7 separate regions of the Mus musculus genome follow, and regions 2, 3, 4, 5, 6 and 7 are each linked to region 1. A link is a contact called in public HiCAR-type and promoter capture Hi-C data. All regions are on one chromosome and are shown on one strand. The core of a region is the stretch at or near the end of the contact, and the rest is flanking DNA. Distances in the headings are between cores, read along the strand shown.

What was found. Promoter capture Hi-C pulls out the DNA fragments that hold promoters and counts their contacts. HiCAR-type assays count read pairs that join an accessible place to other places. Capture Hi-C pulls out chosen DNA fragments and counts their contacts.
Region 2: a contact with region 1 is called in a promoter capture Hi-C map of pre-B cells. The contact joins the promoter of Parpbp here to the promoter of Slc25a3 in region 1. A contact is called at or near these places in 1 of 39 promoter capture datasets (pre-B cells) and 1 of 115 datasets of contacts at active chromatin or transcription factors (extraembryonic endoderm stem cells).
Region 3: a contact with region 1 is called in a promoter capture Hi-C map of liver, with 3 times the contacts expected there. The contact joins the promoter of Washc3 here to the promoter of Slc25a3 in region 1. A contact is called at or near these places in 2 of 39 promoter capture datasets (liver and pre-B cells) and 1 of 9 other capture datasets (liver).
Region 4: a contact with region 1 is called in a promoter capture Hi-C map of pre-B cells. The contact joins the promoter of Fgd6 here to the promoter of Slc25a3 in region 1. A contact is called at or near these places in 4 of 39 promoter capture datasets (embryonic stem cells, hippocampal neurons, liver and 1 more), 2 of 115 datasets of contacts at active chromatin or transcription factors (astrocytes and thymic regulatory T cells) and 2 of 9 other capture datasets (adipose tissue and liver).
Region 5: a HiCAR-type map of astrocytes shows a contact between it and region 1, with 4 times the contacts expected there. The contact joins the promoter of Metap2 here to the promoter of Slc25a3 in region 1. A contact is called at or near these places in 7 of 39 promoter capture datasets (the C10 cell line, cranial neural crest, hippocampal neurons and 3 more) and 1 of 115 datasets of contacts at active chromatin or transcription factors (astrocytes).
Region 6: a contact with region 1 is called in a promoter capture Hi-C map of pre-B cells. The contact joins the promoter of Gnptab here to the promoter of Slc25a3 in region 1. A contact is called at or near these places in 1 of 39 promoter capture datasets (pre-B cells) and 1 of 115 datasets of contacts at active chromatin or transcription factors (astrocytes).
Region 7: a contact with region 1 is called in a promoter capture Hi-C map of stem cell-derived epiblast-like cells, with 5 times the contacts expected there. The contact joins the promoter of Ntn4 here to the promoter of Slc25a3 in region 1. A contact is called at or near these places in 3 of 39 promoter capture datasets (hippocampal neurons, pre-B cells and stem cell-derived epiblast-like cells).

The regions. Positions count from the first base shown.
Region 1 is chr10:91,122,582-91,125,526 of GRCm38.p6, forward strand. It overlaps Slc25a3 (solute carrier family 25 (mitochondrial carrier, phosphate carrier), member 3), which reads right to left and starts at 1,386. Exons shown (of 8, transcript NM_133668.4): 1 at 1,335-1,386; 2 at 977-1,125. The coding sequence starts at 1,121.
Region 2 is chr10:88,145,504-88,148,448 of GRCm38.p6, forward strand. It overlaps Parpbp (PARP1 binding protein), which reads right to left and starts at 1,438. Exons shown (of 11, transcript NM_029249.2): 1 at 993-1,438. Nup37 (nucleoporin 37) reads left to right here and starts at 1,489. Exons shown (of 10, transcript NM_027191.2): 1 at 1,489-1,569; 2 at 2,659-2,876. The coding sequence starts at 2,721.
Region 3 is chr10:88,199,712-88,202,656 of GRCm38.p6, forward strand. It overlaps Washc3 (WASH complex subunit 3), which reads left to right and starts at 1,386. Exons shown (of 7, transcript NM_026070.3): 1 at 1,386-1,581; 2 at 2,101-2,199. The coding sequence starts at 1,531.
Region 4 is chr10:94,034,599-94,037,543 of GRCm38.p6, forward strand. It overlaps Fgd6 (FYVE, RhoGEF and PH domain containing 6), which reads left to right and starts at 1,403. Exons shown (of 21, transcript NM_053072.3): 1 at 1,403-1,712. The coding sequence starts at 1,697. Vezt (vezatin, adherens junctions transmembrane protein) reads right to left here and starts at 1,201. Exons shown (of 12, transcript NM_172538.5): 1 at 1,072-1,201. The coding sequence starts at 1,107.
Region 5 is chr10:93,889,703-93,892,647 of GRCm38.p6, forward strand. Metap2 (methionine aminopeptidase 2) reads right to left here and starts at 1,500. Exons shown (of 12, transcript NM_019648.3): 1 at 1,395-1,500; 2 at 1-572.
Region 6 is chr10:88,377,834-88,380,778 of GRCm38.p6, forward strand. It overlaps Gnptab (N-acetylglucosamine-1-phosphate transferase, alpha and beta subunits), which reads left to right and starts at 1,435. Exons shown (of 21, transcript NM_001004164.3): 1 at 1,435-1,702. The coding sequence starts at 1,586. Gm40733 (predicted gene, 40733) reads right to left here and starts at 1,231. Exons shown (of 5, transcript NR_168608.1): 1 at 1,182-1,231.
Region 7 is chr10:93,639,472-93,642,416 of GRCm38.p6, forward strand. Ntn4 (netrin 4) reads left to right here and starts at 1,578. Exons shown (of 10, transcript NM_021320.3): 1 at 1,578-2,037. The coding sequence starts at 1,983.

The DNA.
Region 1 (2,945 bases), core at 136-2,635:
TTCAACTAAAGGCAGTTACTAAGAGCACCCTCCAAGGACAGCCCAAAATCAAAAAGAGCACTTAACATGTGCAAAGCTTGCTAACTTTAACGTTTGCTCCAGCTATTAACCAACTACTCACTTATGAACTAAGTAAGTCATACCTAGTTCCTGCAGTCAAAAACATACAAAGATTTGCTTTAGCTTTTGAAATCAGAGGAAAACGATAGGAGATAGTGAAAAGGAGTTTTCTAATCACGTTTAAGACGCATGAAGCACATGAATGACTGGGGTGTGGGTGGGGACTTCTGTTTTACACACACAATGTAGGTAACGTTTCTCTTGAGGCCTATAATTCAGCTTTCGGGTTTCTCTTGTACTTATGTTCCACTAGGATTTAAAACATACAGTTATTGAGTCACCCAGCTCAAATCCCAAAAACATAAACTCAAAGGAATGCACACCTCATATAATCTGCAAGTCACCTCCTTCACCAACCAGTAGCACAAAAGGAAGAGATTCCCAACCCCATTACCTCATATACAATTAAATGAAAAGATAAAACTTGGGAAAGGAGATCAAAGGAGAGTTTTCCAGGTAATTTTTAAAAAGGCAAGTCAAATAAACGTTATGGAGTTGCAACTGTGTCTGGCTAGTGGTTAAAAAGAGATTTTACCCAGTATACTTGGCTGACCAAGCGGGCTCACGGGGGAAGATAAAGAAGTTGGTTACCACCTCTCTGCCTCTACTCCCTTCGGGACACGGAGGTCACTGAGTGGCGCTGGGCCTGGGCCCTTCCACGCCCTTGAGGGAGGGCCAAGGATCCGACAGCGGCCTAGGGTGTCAGAGTTGCCATCCCAGGGTCAGCGAGAGACCGGTCCTCGGGTCCAGGGCTGAAGCGTCCTTCCCCGACCTCCAGTTCCTGCCCAGGACTCGGGAGGCAGAGCAGGGGGGCAGCATGTAACCAGCGCTCCCACAGGGCAGGGTGCGACCTCACCTTCCACGGCGGCGGCGGCCAGGTGGCGGGAACGCCGGGGCGGAGCTGGGGGACTGCGGGGACCCGACAGGCCATCGTGCACCAGCTGCAGGTGTGGCGCGTTGAAGGGGTTCGCCCGCGCCAGGTGCGCTACGGACGAGAACATCCTCCTGCGGGGGAGACAGAGGGCGGAGGTGAGAGAGACCCGGCGCCGGGCAATGTCACCGGAGCCCCGCGAGACATGCCCGGCTCTGCGCCCTTGAGGAGGTCACAGCTTCTTCCCCAGGGACGCCAAGCCCGGCCGGGCCCACGGCCAAGGCGGCGGCCACAAGGGACTCAAGGCTCCGCGCCGCGGCGAGGCCCGGTCGCGCTCACTTGCCTAAGATGGCGAACACCCAACCGCTCGCTGGGCAAGGTTGCGGCTCACAGAGGCCGAATGTCCTCCCGGCCCGAAGATCCGTGCCCTTCGCGCGGCGTCACCGTGACGCACGCAGAGCGTCACTGCGCCACGCGCCTCTCATTTGCGGAGAGGAGCGCAGAACCTGGACGTCATCGCGTCCTCCTAGCAACCCTATCCCCGCCCACGTCCAACCCCAGCCCTTCCGGCCCTGCTAGTGCGCAGGAGGATTCCTACTGCGCAGGCGCAGATCCAAAGCGCCCTCCTCCCCCACTCCCCTTTTTTTTTTAAAGTGTAGTCTTGGCCTTGGACGGGCAGGTGACCTACTCACTCTGTCCCTTCACCTTCCGGTGTTTTCTCCTTGGCGCCAGGAATTTTTACATGTCTTTAAGTGATTGCGGGCATAAACTTTTAAAGACATGAATGCTTAAGTGATACGTTATTCAGGTATGGAAGCTAGGATATCACTACAAGATCTTTGATCGGAATTCCTGCCATCATCGGACTTTTCAGAAAAAAATTCCATCACACTGACTTTTGACATAGGCATGTCTAAATTTTCCACCAAGTTCTGGTGGAAAGGATATACAGGAAGAACTCATACAATACATAAAACTGCTTCTGCCTCACAGAATGTCCATGGCCCCTGAGAACAGTCAGTCAAGGCTTCGTTCCTGGAGGCACAGGCATGCGCTGACATGAAAGTAACCGATGAACTGTGTGCGTGTAAGACAGGACTGTGTGTACTTCAGACATTTACAAGATCATCATCACTCTGATGTCAACAAGCGGGGGCCAAGTTCCACGAGGGAGAGTTTAGAAGCAATCAAACCTGTTGTAATTCTTGCGTTTAACATTTTCCTGGGACGTTTATCTCATCTTTATTAAGCCTTTTTATCTAACCCAAGACACCACTAGAGCTGGCTCCTGTATTGACTATTGTAGTTATACTAAGTCTACCTCTGCAGTCAGTGCTCTGCTGTGTCCTTTAAAAATTCTTAACATTTACAAACAAAAGACATTTTCATTCATTTTGCCCTAGGTCCTTCAAATTATGTAATTGGTCCTGGATAGAAGAAATACTTTTAGAGTTTATGAAACATCAAGAAGATGTAAAAAAAAAAAAAATGTTTACAAAACATCTTTCAGAGGTCTGGTACTTGATTCCTAGTACCCACCTTGATTCTAGCTCCAGGGGATCTGACACCATCTTCTGGCCTCTATAGGCACCTGCACTCATGCACACACACACACACACACACAGACCACCACCACCACCACCACCACCACCACCACCATTTTTTAAAAAACCTTTAAAGATGAAATTTATAAAACATTTTTCATAAAAAACTGAAGAGGTTTAAATTAGCCATATTTCTGCTGCTATGATAAAACATCATTTTGGCTTACACCTCCAGAGGGATAAGAGTCCATCATGGTGGGGAGGCATGACAGCAAACAGCAGACATGCCAGTAGGCCCCCAGGTACATAATGCTTCCAGCAATGCCACAAACCTCCCCCAAAGGGCTCTACCAAGGGACCTAGTACCAGGGACTAACTACAGGGGCATTTCTCATTCAAACCATCTCAGG
Region 2 (2,945 bases), core at 188-2,687, 3.0 Mb before region 1:
GATTTCTAAGTTTTCCCTAACTTCTGCATGCATACAGAACCCTTTCAAAATAAGCCTAGATGTGTCTGTATTCTAGGCAGCCATGCTATGGAATCAGTCCCCTCTCTACTTCCAGTCTTCTCTGTGTCTCTTTTTACAAGTCTGCTGTGTGTATATGTTCGCCTTTATGTAAGCACATGTGTATGGAGGCCCAAGGTTGACACTGAGTGTCTTCTCCACTGCTCTCCACCTTGTTGACTTGCCCCGGCATCACTTGTCTACACCTCTAGCACACTGGGGTTGCAAGCAGACTACTACACCAGTGTCTCCGTTAGCCCTGGGGATTTGGATTCCAGTCCTCATAGCTGTCCAGGCGCTTTATCCAGTGAGCCACCTCCCCAGGCCTCACTCACAATTCTCTGATGAGCACCTAGGTTATCTCCTATTTATCTCTTAAAAAACAAAATTGAAGAAGACACAAAAGCATGAGCTATGGGTGATATGATTAGTTTGCCTGAAATATTTTTTTTTTCCATCAACCATTTAAACATGTAAAACCATGTTTAGTTCTAGATCTGGCTATTCACCAACAGGCATCTGGGCTGGCATGCCAATATCCACTGTAGTTCCAGCTTTTCCAGGGTTACCTAACTTTAGATCTGGCTGCCCAGGTATAAGAATGGTCACAAAGCAATCAGGACTATGCCGCCCCCTCTGTTCTACCTCCCAGCCTGTTGTGAAGACTCGATGAGACGCTGGATATGAACAAAACAGAAGGTGTCAGAGGGAATAAACTCTTGCTTTTAAACTGGATTCAAAGTGCACTGGAGCAGAAAATCTGAGACAGGTAGTTGTCGCTGGAAGGTAAAGTGAGAGAGCACCACACTTAGCTAACTATCCCTGCCACCACACCCCTGCATTAGCTGTACCTCGTGATTACCACAAATTTCTCCACGTCCATAATTGGGACTACTTAACAGAATTATAAGGCACCAGTGAAGGAAATAGCCAACCTCCTTATTGCCAGCACTTAGCAAATCTCCATTAAAAGATGACAGGTGACAGTTATTCTTCTTGCCTGGTCCGGAATGGCCCTCTGAAGGATGCAACGACAGAAAATCTGAGAAGCCTGCACTCGTCGTGTGCCAGATCCCCGATCTAACGGACTAAAAGAAGATTTTGATGGGTTTCGGTCTTGCCGAAGCCCTAGCGTCTTTTTTTCCACGGGACACCGTGAAGTCGGGGCGAAGCCACTGCGCAGACAACGCCACTGGCTGGCACGTCGCTGTCACCGAGATGCGTTCGCAGAGCAGCAGCCCGAATGCCCACTGGAACTGCGACCCGGGGGCACAGAAGAGACCAGACCCACCTCGTCCAGTGACCCAGGCTGGGTGCAAGCGGAGGGAGGAGCAGCGCAGCCAGGACGCCGGAAGGCAGAGGTTTGAATCGCCTCGGCGTCCCTTTCAAATCTCGCGGCACGACCTGGGAACCAATCGCCGCGCTCGCCCTCCGACCCGGAAGCAGAGCGGGCGCACGCCCTGGCCACCTATGGTCGGGAGAGCCTTGCCCAGGTCGCCTCCCCTGCTTTAGGTGCGTATCGAGTGCGGTGACCGGGGATCGCCAGCTTGTGCTGCTTCCCCAGGGGCGCTTCCCTGTTCTCCAGAGCTCTTCCTTGTGACCTCGCGAGGTGGGAGTGGGTTTTCTCGGGCGACGCGTGGGGGACACAACTCCAGGGACCCTGGGAATATTGACCCAGGGCTTTAAAGACCTGGAGGTCAGGGGTTGCCATCAAATCCGGACCTCAAGTCCCCTGCATGCCTTATACCTCTCTGCTCTATGGTCTTCTCACCTGCCGGTCCCGCGTAACATGTGTCCAGTCTCTCTGAGATGGGACTTAATCTGAAAAAACTCAGCAGATAACTCAGGATTTTACGTGTTCTTTCTTAGCCTAGGGTGCCTCCTTTTCATTAACAACAAAGTAAAAATTAATTTGCACGTGAGAATGCTATTTCTACAGTACACACTACCTGTCTCGAGACAAATTAGTTGAGGATTGTGACAGGTGTTAATAACGTTAGTATCACACATTACTCCAGAGCCTGTATTTTTTAATCTCCTTATTTTATTGCATGGGTAATGGTTGGTTATAACTATTGCTACCTGATATTATCCTTCAAGGCTCTTGGACTCCATGTGTCTTTAGGCAGGGGTGGGACTTTCCAGTTCATCGGACCCTTGATAGTTCAGGTGGTCTGTCAAATTAGAATGTTAAAGGTCATATAATTCGAACAAATAATGTAGCATAGTCCTGAGATAGGCAGGTGTGTGTATTTGTGTTTTCTCTAGCATGTAGGCCCAACACATGCTAAATCTTTTAAATCCTCAACCTGTTGACGAACTTGGCAAATTTCTTCATAGGCAAAGAAGGGACTATTGGTAGTACCGGCGTTTATGGTACTCTTGCATATGACAGTGTCAGTACAACTTTCCAACTACAAATAGTGCTGCATCTCTATTGCTTAATAATCTTAGGACTCTATTTGTATTAAATTTATTCATGTGTGTGTTAATATAAGCAGACTTCTCTTTTGAGCTGGCTCTGACATTGCTATACCAAGCCCCATTATGATTCTTCTGTTGAATGACAAACACTTTGTAAATTTTGTTTGTGATCCACAGTTTCCTGACAGGCAATAAACAACTATTTGATTCTTACAACTGCTCCAGCTTTGGGATACAAGATGAAGCAAGATGCTACAAGAAATGCTGCGTACACCGTGGATTGCGAAGATTATGTGCACGTGGTAGAATTTAATCCCTTTGAGAGTGGAGATTCAGGAAACCTGATTGCATATGGCGGCAGTAATTATGTGGTTGTTGGCATGTGTACGTTTCAGGTTAGTCCACAAACTATACGGAGTGACAGTAGAGATACTTTATCAGTAATGTGTACAAACCAAAGCTGA
Region 3 (2,945 bases), core at 136-2,635, 2.9 Mb before region 1:
GTTTTTTTGTTTTTTGAGACAGGGTTTCTCTGTATAGCCCTGGCTGTCCTGGAATTCACTTTGTAGACCAGCCTGGCCTCGAACTCAGAAATCCACCTGTCTCTGCCTCCCAAGTGCTGGGATTAAAGGCGTGCGCCACCACGCCCGGCCCTGGAGTGGGCGTTTTAAGAAGCACTCCCAAACAGAAGCTCACGAATCCCATTCAGAAAAACATGACTCTTCTTCTGCCATAAAAGGCCCTTCGTCAGCTTTTGTGTCTACTTCTGCCTTGTTTCATTATTCTCCACTTCTGGGCATTTCTACTTACACCACCAAACAATCTTTCCTTTGCCTTAAACGCCATATGCCCTCATGTCTCTGTACCTTTGTTTGGACAAAGGTTTATTCCAGATTGTCATCTTAACTGCTCTTAATGTTAAGTAGATACTAAAGTCGGCTTCCTCTTCTTGTACAACTTAGAAGCTCCTATTATCCACAGAACCGCACACTTTGCATGTGGTGTGCATGTACTCGTGGATCTACAAGTGTTTGTACATGCTAATTTGCAATGCCACAACTTTCACAGGAGTTTGTTTGCACGTCCATCTAACTTTTGCACATCAAAATTCTGCATGTCCTCCCTTTGACTAGTGTAGCAGAGGAGATCCTGTCACTTCTTCAGTACTTGTTTTGGTACAATAAAAAGGTTTACTTTTGCTTAGGTGACCTGCCCTAACTCACATCGCTGGTAAAATGTGCAGCCAAACTCTGAACCAAAATCTTCATACTGTAGGTGTAAGATCGTTTACATGACGTAAGTGCAGTCACTTTCACAGCTGTGTGTCTCAGTTGTTGCTTGAAATTATGTTATGTCAAAACAAACAAACAAACACCCTTAGAAACGGATCTCCAGTGCATGAGGCTTGCCAGGGCTGAAGACAAGTTCTGACAGACTTCTCTAGACTTCACAAGGGCTAACAGAGTATCTGGCACTTAGTAGGATTACACAAAAAGAGAAGTGCTCTTCAGTGAATTATGGATCTTTTTTTTGTTTGTTTGTTTTGTAACAGGACTAAGCAATTAAAATCTCAAAACGGATACAGCTCAGCTTCTAACTTTCCCAGTCTGACCTCATCCCAACCCTGCGTCTGTCTCCCTGTTTCTGTCTGTCTGAATCTGTCTCTTTCTGTTTCTCTTTCTCTATTTCTCTCTCCGTCTCTTTCCCTCACTCCACCACTCCCACCCACCCACCCCCTTTTCTTTTTCAGATTTTTTCAGATTTTACAGCTAAAACAGCAACTGTGAAACCTGCTCATCAGCAGCTTTTCCCCGGCCCAATTTTACAATCGGAATCATGAACTACCAATCCCAGAATGCTGAGCGAGAGCGAGGGGGCGGGGCGGCCTCTCTGAAGCCACCCATTGAATGGTGAACACTCGCGCTTTCTTCCGGAAAGGCCCCGAAGGCAGGAACTTGGGAAAGGAGTCTGGGCTCTCTACTGGGCTGGGAGGAGCTTGTGCCTGAGCCCCGGGGTCCCCATCCGCTGAGGAGATGGATGAGGATGGGCTTCCTCTCATGGGGTCAGGCATAGACCTGACCAAGGTTTGTAAAAGACCGACTTGAGCGTCCGACAAACAGGGAAGGAGGCTTGGCCAAGGGGCCCTGGTTCCCAGGGAGACGCCACCTCTCCAGGCCCAATCCGGGCCCCTGTTTTCCTACTCTGGGCAATGGGGGGAGCCCTGCAGTCCACTTTGAAAGGGGTCCCTCCTGGGCTAAGAAAAGAATTGGTGTGCCACGCAGCCTTTGCTCCCCACATCACGTGTCTCTACGCCCGAGGTTGACAGTCTGGAGATAGTACCACCTCTGACACTTCACCTCTTATTCGACTCTCTAGCTGCTCGTGTGTGTGTGTGTGTGTGTGTGTGTGTGTGTGTGTGTGTGTGTGTGTTTGACTCACACAAGATTCAGAAAAACAAATCAGCGACTCTTCTTAGCCCTTCGTGAACCACATGTCCCAGGGCAAAGACCATCCATCCCCCTCTATGAAATCCAGATATCCAAAGGATTGCAGAGAGTGTGTTTCTCCTGTAAGAATCGTGTTTGCTTTTTTACATGACACAGGTGCCAGCTATTCAACAGAAAAGAACCGTGGCCTTTCTAAACCAGTTTGTGGTGCACACTGTGCAGTTTCTCAACCGGTTTTCCGCAGTTTGTGAGGAGGTAGGTCCCGGGCTACTACTTCATGGAGCGGCCGAGAAGTCGCCTTCCGTCTTTCGTGGTGACAAATGTAGTCAAATGAAGTCAAACAAGAATTACAGCCTTCGTGTGTTCACTTTGCCATGAAATTCAAATGTCTTAAGGCCTTAGCATCTCTGATTCTGTCCCCATAAGTCCTGTGCGCTGTCTCAACTGAATTAGTATTCTAGAAGCTTCCATGAGATAGCTCAGCCAAGTTTGTTGTAATTATAACAAAGGGAATTCCAGAATTTCACAGTGGAATTTTTTTTTTATTTGAAAGGTTTTGTTTCATCTTCCTATTCTAGAGATTACATTTTAAATGTATGTTCGAGTTTATATCGAATTGCTTTCCATCCTTTGTGCCAAAAAGGATTCATGGAGGCAGCCTAGAGATACATGTTTCAAAAAATACTTTTCTGCAAATAACTGGATACATCATGAAGTGATAATTAAGTACATAGATAAGAATTAGGTGCCAGGTCCAGGAACCTCTCCTGAGCTTGCAAAAAGTTTTGTTTTTTGTTTATTTTAGAGGAAAATGGGGAATATATATTGAAACTGAATTTAAGAAAGGAAATAACAAATTAGAAACCTATAGACAAGTCACAGCCGGATCGATTTAATATCCTGTTTTCTTATATTGTCATATGTGAGGCTTATCGTTGAGAAAACGGTGATTGCTGAATGTGTGGCTGTTCATCGGAATTGCCCAGAGACAGGAAGCTTCT
Region 4 (2,945 bases), core at 153-2,652, 2.9 Mb after region 1:
GATCTTTGGCATACATAAAACCCTTTTCCTGGAGTACATTTTCTCCCATCAATCTTCCTAATTTCATTCAGAGCTGAAGATTTACCTAGGGTATCACTTGCTGTGTGTAGCTTTTTAAAGTGCTATGAGTGGACAATGGGTTCCAAATTATGCTTCCACGGGCAGTTTTTAGATATCTCAATACTTCACATTCTGTACCGTACCTCACCCTCCCATTATACACCACGGGGGATTTCTTCTCTTTCTCTTGTATGAATTCCCTGAAATCTAGTTGGCTGAGGGAAAGTATGGCATACATATTCAATACATACACATACACGTTCCAGGGTGTGGGTATTGACCTGTCTGATGGGGTAAAAATGGCACTAAAGCCATTAACTAGGCTTTATTTTTTAAATTCAAGATGGCAGAGACATCTTAAAATAGTCCAACACAAAAGCATTCACATCCAGACCAGAGCTTCCATTCAGAACTGGCTACACTTAGCGCAACAGCAAGGACAAAAGAATGGAACCTAGGTGCTGAGACGCCAGAGCTCACACCATTGGCCACAGGTCTCACTTAACAGACCTTAAACCCCACATAGAAAGGCACCTGCTGCCTGCCTGCATTCCAGAGGCCACACCTTGATGATGATGATTATGATGATGATGATGACCGGAGGCACTTATGGATTAACAGGCCCGCAAAAATCAAAGATAAAAAGGGAAGGAGGTTAAGTAGTAGACAGAATATCCAGCACGTTTCGGCCCCGCCCCAACGAGGCGCAGTCCAGGGCGGTGCAGCCATAGGGTAAGAACCGATCAAGGCTCCCGCCCAGGGCCGGTCAATTGCGCCGGGTCTGGGAATTCTGGGCGAGCTCGGGGCAGAGGCCAACCACGCCAGGATCCCCTGAGCTATACCTGTCAGGCGGCTGCAGCAAGTAGGCCCCGAAACAGCGGAGGATTGGGGACCCAGGCCCGCAGGCGCCCGTCACCCTATCCCTCCCCTCTGAATCGCTTTGCCTTCTCGCTCTTCCTTTAGTCCTTCGGAAACAAAGACGGTCCACACTCCCCGCCATTTTCTCCTCACCTCAAAAACCACCTCTTCGTCAAACTCCGGTGTCATCCTTCTCCGCCATACCACCCGCCTCAGCACGATGGGAAATGAAGGCAGGAGGGCGGGCAGCACCCAGGCTTCGGCTCCTGCCCACCTCGGGGGCACTGAAAACTACAACTCCCGGCATGCATCGCGACCCACGCCCCTTTCCGACCTGCTTATTGGAGAAGAGGGTGAGCGTGTAGGCTGGAGGGGCGGGAGCGGGCGGGCGTTCCAGAGCTCCTATTGGAGAGAGCTATGGCTTTTGTCTGCCTTTTACATCCCCTGACTACTAGGGGGCGCCTGGAGCGCGGATTTTTCTCTCAAGTTGAGGTGGGGCGCGCGTCCGCGAAGCCGCTGCGATCTCCTCTCGTGCGCGCGCCTGGCGATCGTCCCGGAGCGCGGCGGAGCGGCGCTCGTGCACGTCCCCCTGTCGCTGGCCGCTAGCGCCCGGGTCCGCCGGAGGGTCGCGGGAGCCGGCGTCCGTCCTTTGTGAGGCGCTCAGGCGGTGCGGGACGGAATGTGGGCGCTGCGGGGACTTTTGTCTTCTGCTCAAACTCTGGGGAGTGTGGACTGAACGGGAGCCATGGACTGAGGGCGTGAGCCGCGCGGGGCAGTCATGACTTCTGCCGCGGGTAAGTGGCTGCGCTCGCGCCGGGCTGGGGAGTAGTCGCGGCGGGCGCCGGCGGGCTCCGGCTCCCGCTGCGTTCCCCGCGGGTGGGCGGTGCGGGACTGGCGCCGGTCGCCCGCGCCCGCTGTGGGGTCCCCGGGATGCGTCCCCCACCCCTGAGCCCAGGTGATGGGACGGCGTCGCGGAGCTTGCTCGGGTTCCGTGACTTAGGCGCTGTCGCTGCCTGTGCGCGGTGTGGGAAGCGTGGAGTCCGGTGTGGAGGAGTCAGTTATTCTAAGCTAGGACAGTTTTCCAGCGAGTTGAAGAAACTCCGCCACTAGCCCGCGTTGCTTGAAAACCTAGTATTTATTGACTGAAACTCTTCGCGCTTGTAAGGAGGGTTGGATAGAGCTGTTTGCACCCTGGTGTTTTGAGCCCTATTACCTGAGTGAGTATGGACTATTAGTTGGTAAAATAAAACAAAACCGAGTTGCCCCCTCCCCTGCACCTACCCCTCCCTGTTTTTTGCTCATCTTCACCTTTTCCTTCCTTCCTTCCTTCCTTCCTTCCTTCCTTCCTTCCTTCCTTCCTTCCTTCCTTCCTTCCTTCCTTTCTTCCTCCCCCCCCCACCCCCCTCGTACCTGGACTGTGTAAACAAAGCCCTATTTTCAGTCTGCCTCCTTTCCACTCACCCAAATGACAAAGCCTCTCCTTACCTTTGTGTGAATTTAAGCACTTTGGCTCATTGTGTTGTGACCTTTTTAAGGAACAGTTTCTAATCTTCCAAATTTGTGTCCAAGGGACAGTCTCTTTATAAGAACACAGCACATTTTCAAAGCCAGAATTTAATAAGGTATGGGATATATTAAAGGCATCTTTATCCACATCAGAAGAAACTTTGATGAGAGATTTTGTAGTAAAAGAGCGTAAGTTTCACTTCAGTTAGGTCTAGAATTAGCACTTAAGTATCAGATTAAATTTTCTTTGCTTTTTTTGGCGTTTGTTTAACATTCCTGCAACTTGAAAACTGTCAGGAGAGCACACACACTAAATGTTCTGATTTGTACTTCTAAAGCCTTGAAGGAGTCACACTGCTAGGCAAAATCCGGATTACTTCAAACAGGCAAGAAATTAGTAACAATAAGAAAGTGAGACCTTTATTCTCTTTGAAGTGATGTGCATTCATCACGTGATCATCATGCACTGAGTTATTTACAAACGTTTCTCTCAGTTTTGGGATGTGTTCCATTTAAACAAC
Region 5 (2,945 bases), core at 250-2,749, 2.8 Mb after region 1:
AGAGAGGGAGAGAGAGAGAGAGAGAGGGAGCGAGAACGAGCGGCGAGGGCCCGCTCCTTCTTCACCCACCTCCACCAGCGACGCCGGAAGCCGCGCTCGATGGTCCGGACGCAGGGAATGCTGGGACGGCGGAGGACTCTGCAGCACGCGGTCTAAGTGCCCGCCCCCTCTCCTGGCTCAGCGCTTACTCTGACCCTAAGCTTCTGCACCCCCTGTGCGCATCTTCCCAGCCTGGGAAAAAGCAGGGGGGCTTCGCTCCAGAGTGCGCAGGAGATGCCACTAACACGAGGAATTTAGTGTTCCCTATTTAAAAAAAAAAATCCTACAGGCAGTGATGAGAGAGGGTTAAAATAATGTATTTATCACACACATTCTTGATGACTCAAAGACCGCGTTAAACTCACTGTCACAGCTCGCGGGGAAGCTGTCGAGAAGCGTGGGATAATTTTGGAAGCCGGAATTCCGCGTTTCGTATGCTGCACTCCAAACCTCCGATGGTTCAAGATAGGATCATCGCTTGGAGGCGGTTAATCCGTTTAATCCCAGCACTCCGCAGAGAAGCGGGAGAATCTCTGTAAATGCGAGGCCAATATGGTCTGCAGAGTGAGTTTCCAGGATTATTTAGAGACCCCGTCTCAAAATAAAAGGACACTACGTTCTCACGCGTCTCTTATTTTGAGACAAGTGCAGGTTCTGACCAATGGGAACAGGCCTTCCTCAATAATGCCAAAACACACACTCTTCTTAGTTTTCAGTCAGTTCTTCACTTTTAGATGCTTCAACAAAGTATGCTTGAATTCTGCCCATGTCTTTTCCCCTAGTGCTTCATCAGAGTCCCTTATTCAGATTGCAATTTTCTTTTCTTTTTAGACCATTGCCAAAGTAGATGGTGAGTAGCTATCTGGATAAACCAAGGAGTTATCATCAGTAAGGATCTTTGCCCAGCTAGAGAGTTCTGGTGTTTTCATTAGTTTTAAACTAGGTACCAAATTTCATTGATGTCAGAATAGCTTCGAAGGTTCTCTTTGTTAGCGGTTTCACTTTATACAGGCCTGACCACAGCTACATAAAATGGGGCCTGGGAGTGTGTAGCTCAGCGGTTGAGCACTTGTTCTAATGCTAAAGACCCTACATTAATCCCCAGCACTATAAAAACAGAAGCAAAGCCTAGTGGTGGTGCACACCTTTACTGAAAAAAGGGATCTTTAGGTCTGATGGTCTCTGTTCTAAAGGTAGAACGAAGATGGCAGAAGCTAGAGGTCATAGAGAAGTAGTAAGCTACTGCTGGTATCAATACCGATGAAAGTGTAGGCAAAGGCTATAACTGGGGACCAGGGACAAGAGGCTTGAAGACAGAAATATTTCTGAAGTATAATTAAGAGAATATAACTGACCTTGATCTTGGAGGCGGGGGAGAAGGTAAGAATGGCACCCAGGTTTCTGGCCCAGGAGGCTGTGGATGAGGTGGAGTCAAAGATAAACTGCCTACATCCAAAGGTTGAGATCCCTGCAGGGCATGCAGACAAAGATACCCAGTCATCCTGAGGAATGTTTACTAGAGATAGGGATGCTAGCAGCATTGGGCCCAAGTGTGGCAGAAGGCTTGAAAGTTCAGTGACCAAAGTACAAAGAAAACCAAGAGGACACTGGTGTTTGCAAGTTTGGGGGTTTGATTTGGGGGTGGGTATTGGAGATTCTGTCAAGGAGCACTGACTGCTCTTCTGAAGGTCCTGAGTTCAAATCCCAGCAAACACATAGCTTACAACCATCCATAATGAGATCTGATGCCCTCTTCTGGTGTGTCTGAAAACAGCTACACTAAACTTACATATAATAAATAGATTAATCTTTAAAAAAAACCTACTACAGAAAGGGTAGACGGCACAGTCTCAAAAGACGCTGTTGGTTTCTGGTCTTAGGAAGCCACTGATGCTTTAATAGGACAACTTTGTTAGGAGATACTAACAAAAGATATTAAAAAGAAATTGGAGTGCACTAAGGATCTGCTTTGAGGATGAAGAATCCCAAACCCATTCCACTAGGGAATTGTAATCCTCTCCTTAGGGTTCTGGAAAGGACTTTTCTTGAAATTAAACATATTTTCCTTGCCCTCTATAATATTTTTCCTATATTTTTTTGGCGGGGGAGGGGAGAGACAGTGGGAGTGTTTCAAGACAGCCCTGGCTGTCCTAGAACTCTCTCTGTAGACTAATAGCCTCAAACTCAAATATCTGCCTGCCTCTGCCTCCCAAGTGTTGGGATTAAAGGCAAGTACCACCACCAACAACTATTTTCTTTATCTTTACTGTATCTCATGACATCTCAAATTAGCTTTTATTTTACAATGTGTTATTAGCTTCTCTTTGCAACTGCAAGAGTAGTAAAATTCTTCTAACTCAGGATAGTCCCCTCAGATTTTGTCTTAATAGACTTTCTTCTTATCTTGTAACAAAGTTGTTCTTGTAAAAGCATACACTTAGTAGTGGAATTCTTCACCTTCCTCATGGTCTCTGTCTAGAGACTACAAACTAGACACGAGCTAGAGACATCCAGGAAGAGGAAACTTCAACTGAGAGCATGCATCCATCAGATTGGCCTGTAGGGAAGTCTACAGGCACATTGTCTTGATTAAATGATTAATGTGGAAGGGCCCAACCCACTGTAGGCAATTCTATCCCTTAACCAGGTGTTTCTGGTTGGTGGTATAAGAAAGGAAGCTGGGTAAAGTGTGATGGTTTGTGTACACTTGGCCCAGGGAGTGGCACAATTAGGTGTGGGTGGCCTTGTTGGAGTAGGTATGTCTGTGAGTGTGGGCTCTTTTCTTTTCTTTTCTTCTCTTTCCTCTTTTCTTTTTTTTTTTTTTTTTGTTTTTTGTTTCTTGTTTTTTGTTTTTTTTGTTTTGTTTTGTTTGGTTTGGTTTGGTTTGGTTTGGTTTTTTTGAGACA
Region 6 (2,945 bases), core at 185-2,684, 2.7 Mb before region 1:
CCTGATAAAAGAGGTGGGTAGTGCCGCCCTGTAATCCCAGGTGGAAGGGAGGGAGGGAAGAGTTCAAGGCTTGCCTGGCTACATTGGGAGTTAGAACCCAGCCGGGGCTTCTTGAGACACTGTTTCAAAATCCTCCACACCGTTCTGTCCCAGCTTCCCCCACTCCTGTCCCCTCCCCTTCCCACCCTCCCCCCACCAAGCAAAACAAAACCTAATAATTCCCAAACCAACCAACAAAACCAACGAAAGCTTCAGAAGAAAGAGGATAAGTTGAGGACTAGACGAATGAAACAAAGTAGGAAAGTGAGGGGTTTCATTTTAATTTTCTTTTGTTTATTGACAAGGTCTCACTACCAAGACCAGGTTGGCTTTGAACTCATAACCTTCTTGCCTCAACGTCCCAAGTGCTCAACAGGTATGCACTGTGGTAGACACTGCATTTGAGAGTATGCCGTGTAATGAGGGTAATTCCCCACTCCCACCCCACCCCCACACAAAAAGACCCAGGTAGGCCCAAACAATTCTCCAAGTGAATTTGACCCGAAAACTTAGTTAGTTCTCTATAACACTCCAGTTCCTTTTTAAAATTTTTTATAATTAACAATGCCAATTCAATAGCTATACTACCCAGTTGTATTTGAAAGGGTTTCTGAAATGGCTCAGCAGGTTAAGGTGATGCCAAGCCTGACTTCAGTTCCTTGAACCCGCAGCATGGAAGGACAGAAACAAGTGACCCTCACCATACACTCACACACACACACACACACACACACACACACACACACGCACACGCACACGCACTCACACACACGCGCACGCGTGCGAGTTCCCCTGCATACACAAACTTATAAGCAGATTGATTACCTATCAAAAGCTAAGGCTTCAGATAGTAACTAAATCCGTTAGTTTTCCCTGCTTTGCCACAATCAGCCTACCTGTGACCTCAAAAAATTTTTTTTGATAAATGCCCGATTAGTGACTTTTGTTTTTCCAAAACCAATTAAACCTCGTGTACGAACGTCTAGAGTAGATTATGTCATTTGGGACAAGCCGAATATGCATTCCCTAGCCACGATCTTTCAAATTTTCTTTCGAAGATAAACTTGAGGCAGGAGCTGTGTTTTTTTGGTTCATCAGGATTGCCCATTGGCACACTGCAGGGGACAGCCCGGGTCGCTTACCTGTTGGTTGGGTGGGTCCCACCGTGCAGAAGGCAGAGGGCCCAAAGGGCAGGGCCCACGGCGCACGCGCAGATGGGAGGGCGCGCGCCTGCCCTTGCCCCTCCGCCCTCTAGGTGGCGCTGGCGACTCGCCGCCGCCTCTCCGAGGCCAACCCCGGGTGGCGCCGGGCGCCTTGCGGGCCCTGGGTCCGCCTCCGCCGCGCCGAGGGCGTGGGCTCCGGGCTCCCGGAAGCGGCGGCCGCGGCGTGGAGCCCAGCGGGCCGTCGGTCGCCGGAGCGACAATGTGCGGCAGCCGGGGGCTGTGAGCTAAGCGCGGCGGCGCGTCCGGGGGCCCCTGAATGGCGGCTCGCTGAGGCGGTGGCGCGGCGCGGGCTCCTCCTGGCGTGGGGTGGCGGGGCCGGGGTGATGCTGCTTAAGCTCCTGCAGAGACAGACCTATACCTGCCTATCCCACAGGTATGGGCTCTACGTCTGCTTCGTGGGCGTCGTTGTCACCATCGTCTCGGCTTTCCAGTTCGGAGAGGTGAGTAGCGGAGCCCGAGCCCCGGAGCCGCGTGCGCAGCATTCCCCGATTGAGCCCCGCGGTGCCGGCACCCCGAATCTCCCTTCTGCCTCCCCATCTTCCCTGCAGCCTGGGGACCAGCACACGGCCCACTAGTCCCAGGCGCTGAGCGTGCATCCTCTCCCCGGCTCGCCTGCAGCAGCTGGACTGGACGTCCGGGCCTCGCGTGCTTCAGCGTGCGCATGGATCCCCTTCCTTCTGCAGGGTGTCCCCAAGAGTCCTCTGGCCATTTGATTTTGGCTCTAAGGCCTTGCGCTGGTGAAACTCTCTCCTAGGGTTTGTATTTTTCTGTAGTGATCCTTCATTCCCTGGCTCTCCGTAGGATCCAGTCCTGCGGTGCCACCCTACTAGTCCTTCACCGTTGACAAAACACCTTATCTTCTGTTTCTTCTGGATCGCAGACTTTGTCTTAGAGGCATGCGCGGCTTTGCATGTGAATTTTGCGCCGTTTTGCATGTGAATTTTGCGCCGTTTTGCATGTGAATTTTGCAGAGTGAAAGGGAGATTTTTTTAAATTAACTTTTTTCCTTTTTCATAATGGCTCTGCTGTTTTGTACAGCTGCATGCCAGCGGGTTGGAGGCCTTACTAGTGAGAATGCACACGCTGATGGGAAGCACCAAGTGCTTATCTCAGAGTAGGGCCCTTGTCAGGTGACTAGGACTGCCTGCGGATCTTGGACTCCAGCCCCGGACCTCTTGAGAGCCAGCACAGACCCACCCTTGCGTCATGGGCTATGCTAATACTTTTTAGATCAAGTCGCTGGTCCTTCTTGGACTGAGAACTGCGTTTAATTGATGTGCAGTGAAGCAGTTTGATTAGACTGTAAACTCTTCAAAGAGCACAGACAACCGGTTTGGGAGGTGTGAGCAGCCAGGTTAAATGAATTTTATGCTCCTTTGGAGACATACCTTGAACGTTCTGGGGACTGCCATTACTCTTCAGTTTAAATTTCAGTTATTTGATTCTTGGGTAGTCTAGTACAGTCTTCGCCATCTTAAGTGTGCAAAGGGGTATGAGCAGGTCAGAAATGAATGGGCACAAGTGTGCCATTCAACAGAACACTGCCCCTGGAGACAGGAAGAAAACATGCGCTTTCAAAGAGTTTGGAATGGTCTCCCTGTTTTATTTATTTGCTTATATTTTAGTAAGAGGTTAAAAGGGTTTTATAATTAACAGAATGCTCTTATAAAACGGCACAATACG
Region 7 (2,945 bases), core at 328-2,827, 2.5 Mb after region 1:
CTAGCTGCCATTTAAGGATCTTGCTGCTTTATTAAAGGAGCGACAAACCAGTTACAAAGCGATCAGGGGAGTACCCAGCAAATGCTTCTGAAATTCATAATCAGGCATGGATTAGCCCTGCCTCAACTTAATATATTGTCTCAGAGATTAATAGTAAATACTGTCTTTCTCTTCCTTTTTCTTGGCCTGTAGGCTAGTGTTTAGGCTGGGAGCCTTAGCCTGTTACGATCCCCTGTCGTTCATTTAATAAAAAGAACAGTTGGGAGAAGCATTTTAGCAACTGCATCAGAAGCATCACCTGTGAGAGCCAACGGAGGCTCCAGCGTGGCCAGTATTTGAAAGCTCAGAGTTTGTTTTCGAAAGCTGGTGACGGTTCTCATGTCGCCTGCCACTTCCAGTACTGGCCAAAATAATAATTTTAACGCCTCCCAGTGGATTATGCTAACCTCAACTCAGTTCCTTTAGAGAGATAGAAACCTATATGTCTCCAGCTCGGTCATTATAAATAATATCTACGTGTGCCCCCAAAGCTCTAATTGGCCCCATCTGTATTTCTGACAATTTATAATAACTGAATGGTATCTGCAAAGCAGTTAACTTTCTGGAAAATACTCAAAGACACACACTGAATGCTGCAATACAGAATTGCCTTCGACTCAACGTTTGCCAATTTCTTTGCATGTGTAAGCAGAACTATATTTTCAGAGAAGTTACAGAAGTCCCAGGCTGAAGTGCTATTTAATCTCCTTTCATAAACACCAGCCCTGAGCTACAATTAGCTGCTTGTGGTTGCTGCTAAATTGCTCCCCATAAGATATTTCATAACTTTATGGTTCCCCTGCTCACCATACTATGAAGAATGTGTGAATGCACCTAGGACCCAGGCATTCTTATGTCGATGCTCCAGACATAGATGTTCTTAAACAGTTGATTCCCTGATCATGGATCCTGGTCTTTCAGGCCGTGTGAGAACATCTTTTACACCAAACGGGTACACCTTCGACTCCTTTGGGCTGCACCCCCCAAAAAGGTAGCAGAGACTTAAAGGACCCTTGGCACTTGGTGCGCGTTCACTGGCAGTACCCTAGGCAGAATTGGGGGTCTGGGGTGGTCCTAACCCAGACCGTGGGACTCGCAGAGAATGGGTGCTGTGGAGTGGTGTTGGGGGAGGGGGGAAGGCTTGTTTTGCTGGGTGATTTTTTGGAAAGTAGTCGCTCGCCTGTTTCGCGGGTTTTTAAGCCCCTTGGCATGCCCTGACCTGATCCGGAGGGAGTCAACTGCTCTCAGGAATGTTCCTGGAGAAGGTGGGAGACTGTTTCCCAGGCGAGGCCCTTGGGTGCTGGAGGGCACCCGCGAGGTCAGGCAGGGAGATGCGCGCAGCGGGGGCTGCAGACACCCCCTCCCCCTGGGCGGCGGCGGCGGCGACAATGACCGGACCCGCGCGTCTGCACCGCCCGGCTGTCAAGCGCGGGGGGCGGGCGGGAGGAAGGGGTGGAGGTGCGAGGGGAGGAGGAGGGCTGGCACCGGAGCGCCGCGGTGTCGGTGCAATAAAAATGCATCCCATGGAACTGCCCATGGAGAAGGACGGGACCGAGCCTCGGCGGCCACAGAAGGTGGGAAAAGCGGAGGAGGACAGCCGGGAGGCGGCGGCGGCCGGGAAGTGAAAGGTCTCGCAAAGTTCAGCGTCGGCTGCGGGCGCCGAGCCCTGGGCGAGCGGCGCACCCGCCCTCAGGGCCGCTCAGCCGGCAGCGGCCAGGCCGGCTATGATCCCGGGGCTCCCGCCGCTGCTGAGCTGCCCGGGCCCCGCCAGGCCGGTGCGCGACGGTCACCCCGCCGCCTGGCGCGGCCCCGGCCCGCGGCTCTGTGCCCACGGTGCCCACTGAGCGAGCCTGGCGCTCCGGGAGGAGGAAGAACCACAGAGCCCCCGGTGCTCCCGAGGACCACTGCCGCTTCATCCCACCCGCTCCCGCAGCTGCCCGGCCATGGGGAGCTGCGCACGGCTGCTGCTGCTCTGGGGCTGCTCCGCGGTGGCCGCAGGTGGGTGGTGACGCGGCCGGGCCCCCACCCCTCTTCCCTTGCTCCTGCCCCTCCACCCAAGCTCGGGGGCTGGGGGATATAGGGGATCCCGGACCGGGAGCCCAGAGCTCGGCTATTGAGGATGAAGCCAGTGGCCATGTTCCGTCTCCTTTGCCCGCGACTCCGCAGTTTCAAACACTATTGATTTTTTTTTTTTCTCCTGCAACTGAGATACACATGTCCTTGAATAACCAGATATCCTGGGTACGCCCTGCAGAAGATACAGAGAGATCAATGTTTCTTTCTGGGTTTGGCTTGGGGGGGAAAACTGCCTCTGCACTTGGTGAGGGGGAACAAAGGACCCAGCTCGCCATCCCCGGGCTCTCCATGGCCTGAGGAGTGACGAGGAGGGGTGGCCCAGAGACCCTGGGCGTGCGTGGGCCGAGACCGATCTCTCACTTAGAGAGATCGCCACCTTCCCGGATCTCATTCTGTGTACTTGAGAGCCAGGTAGGGCCACCTGGGGTGAGGGTGAGCGCCCTCTTCCCGGGGCGTTGGCTGCAACGCTGTAGAACTCGGAACTGGGACCATGGGGGGTGATCACTCAGGTGGTGATTGCCCGGAGCTGGCTGACTGCCCCTGGGGAATCGGTACCCTGGCCGAAGCTCTGCAGGAGGTCGGAGGCGGGTCTGTTCCTTGGCTCAGTAACTGGGTTACGGGCAACGGGCAGATGCCCCTCTCCCCTCCCGCTACGGTCCTGTCTCTCTTGGACTGTCTTTAGGCCACCGGTTCCAGGCTTGCTGTGTCTGAGTCCCCGGGAGCCTCCTCTTTCTCTTCTCCCCCTCCCTTCTCGCAGGCCACCTGGTTTTCAGCTAGGTTAAGTACAGCACAGTGGGGTAGTGGGGAAAAATTGTGAGGGTCTGATTTCA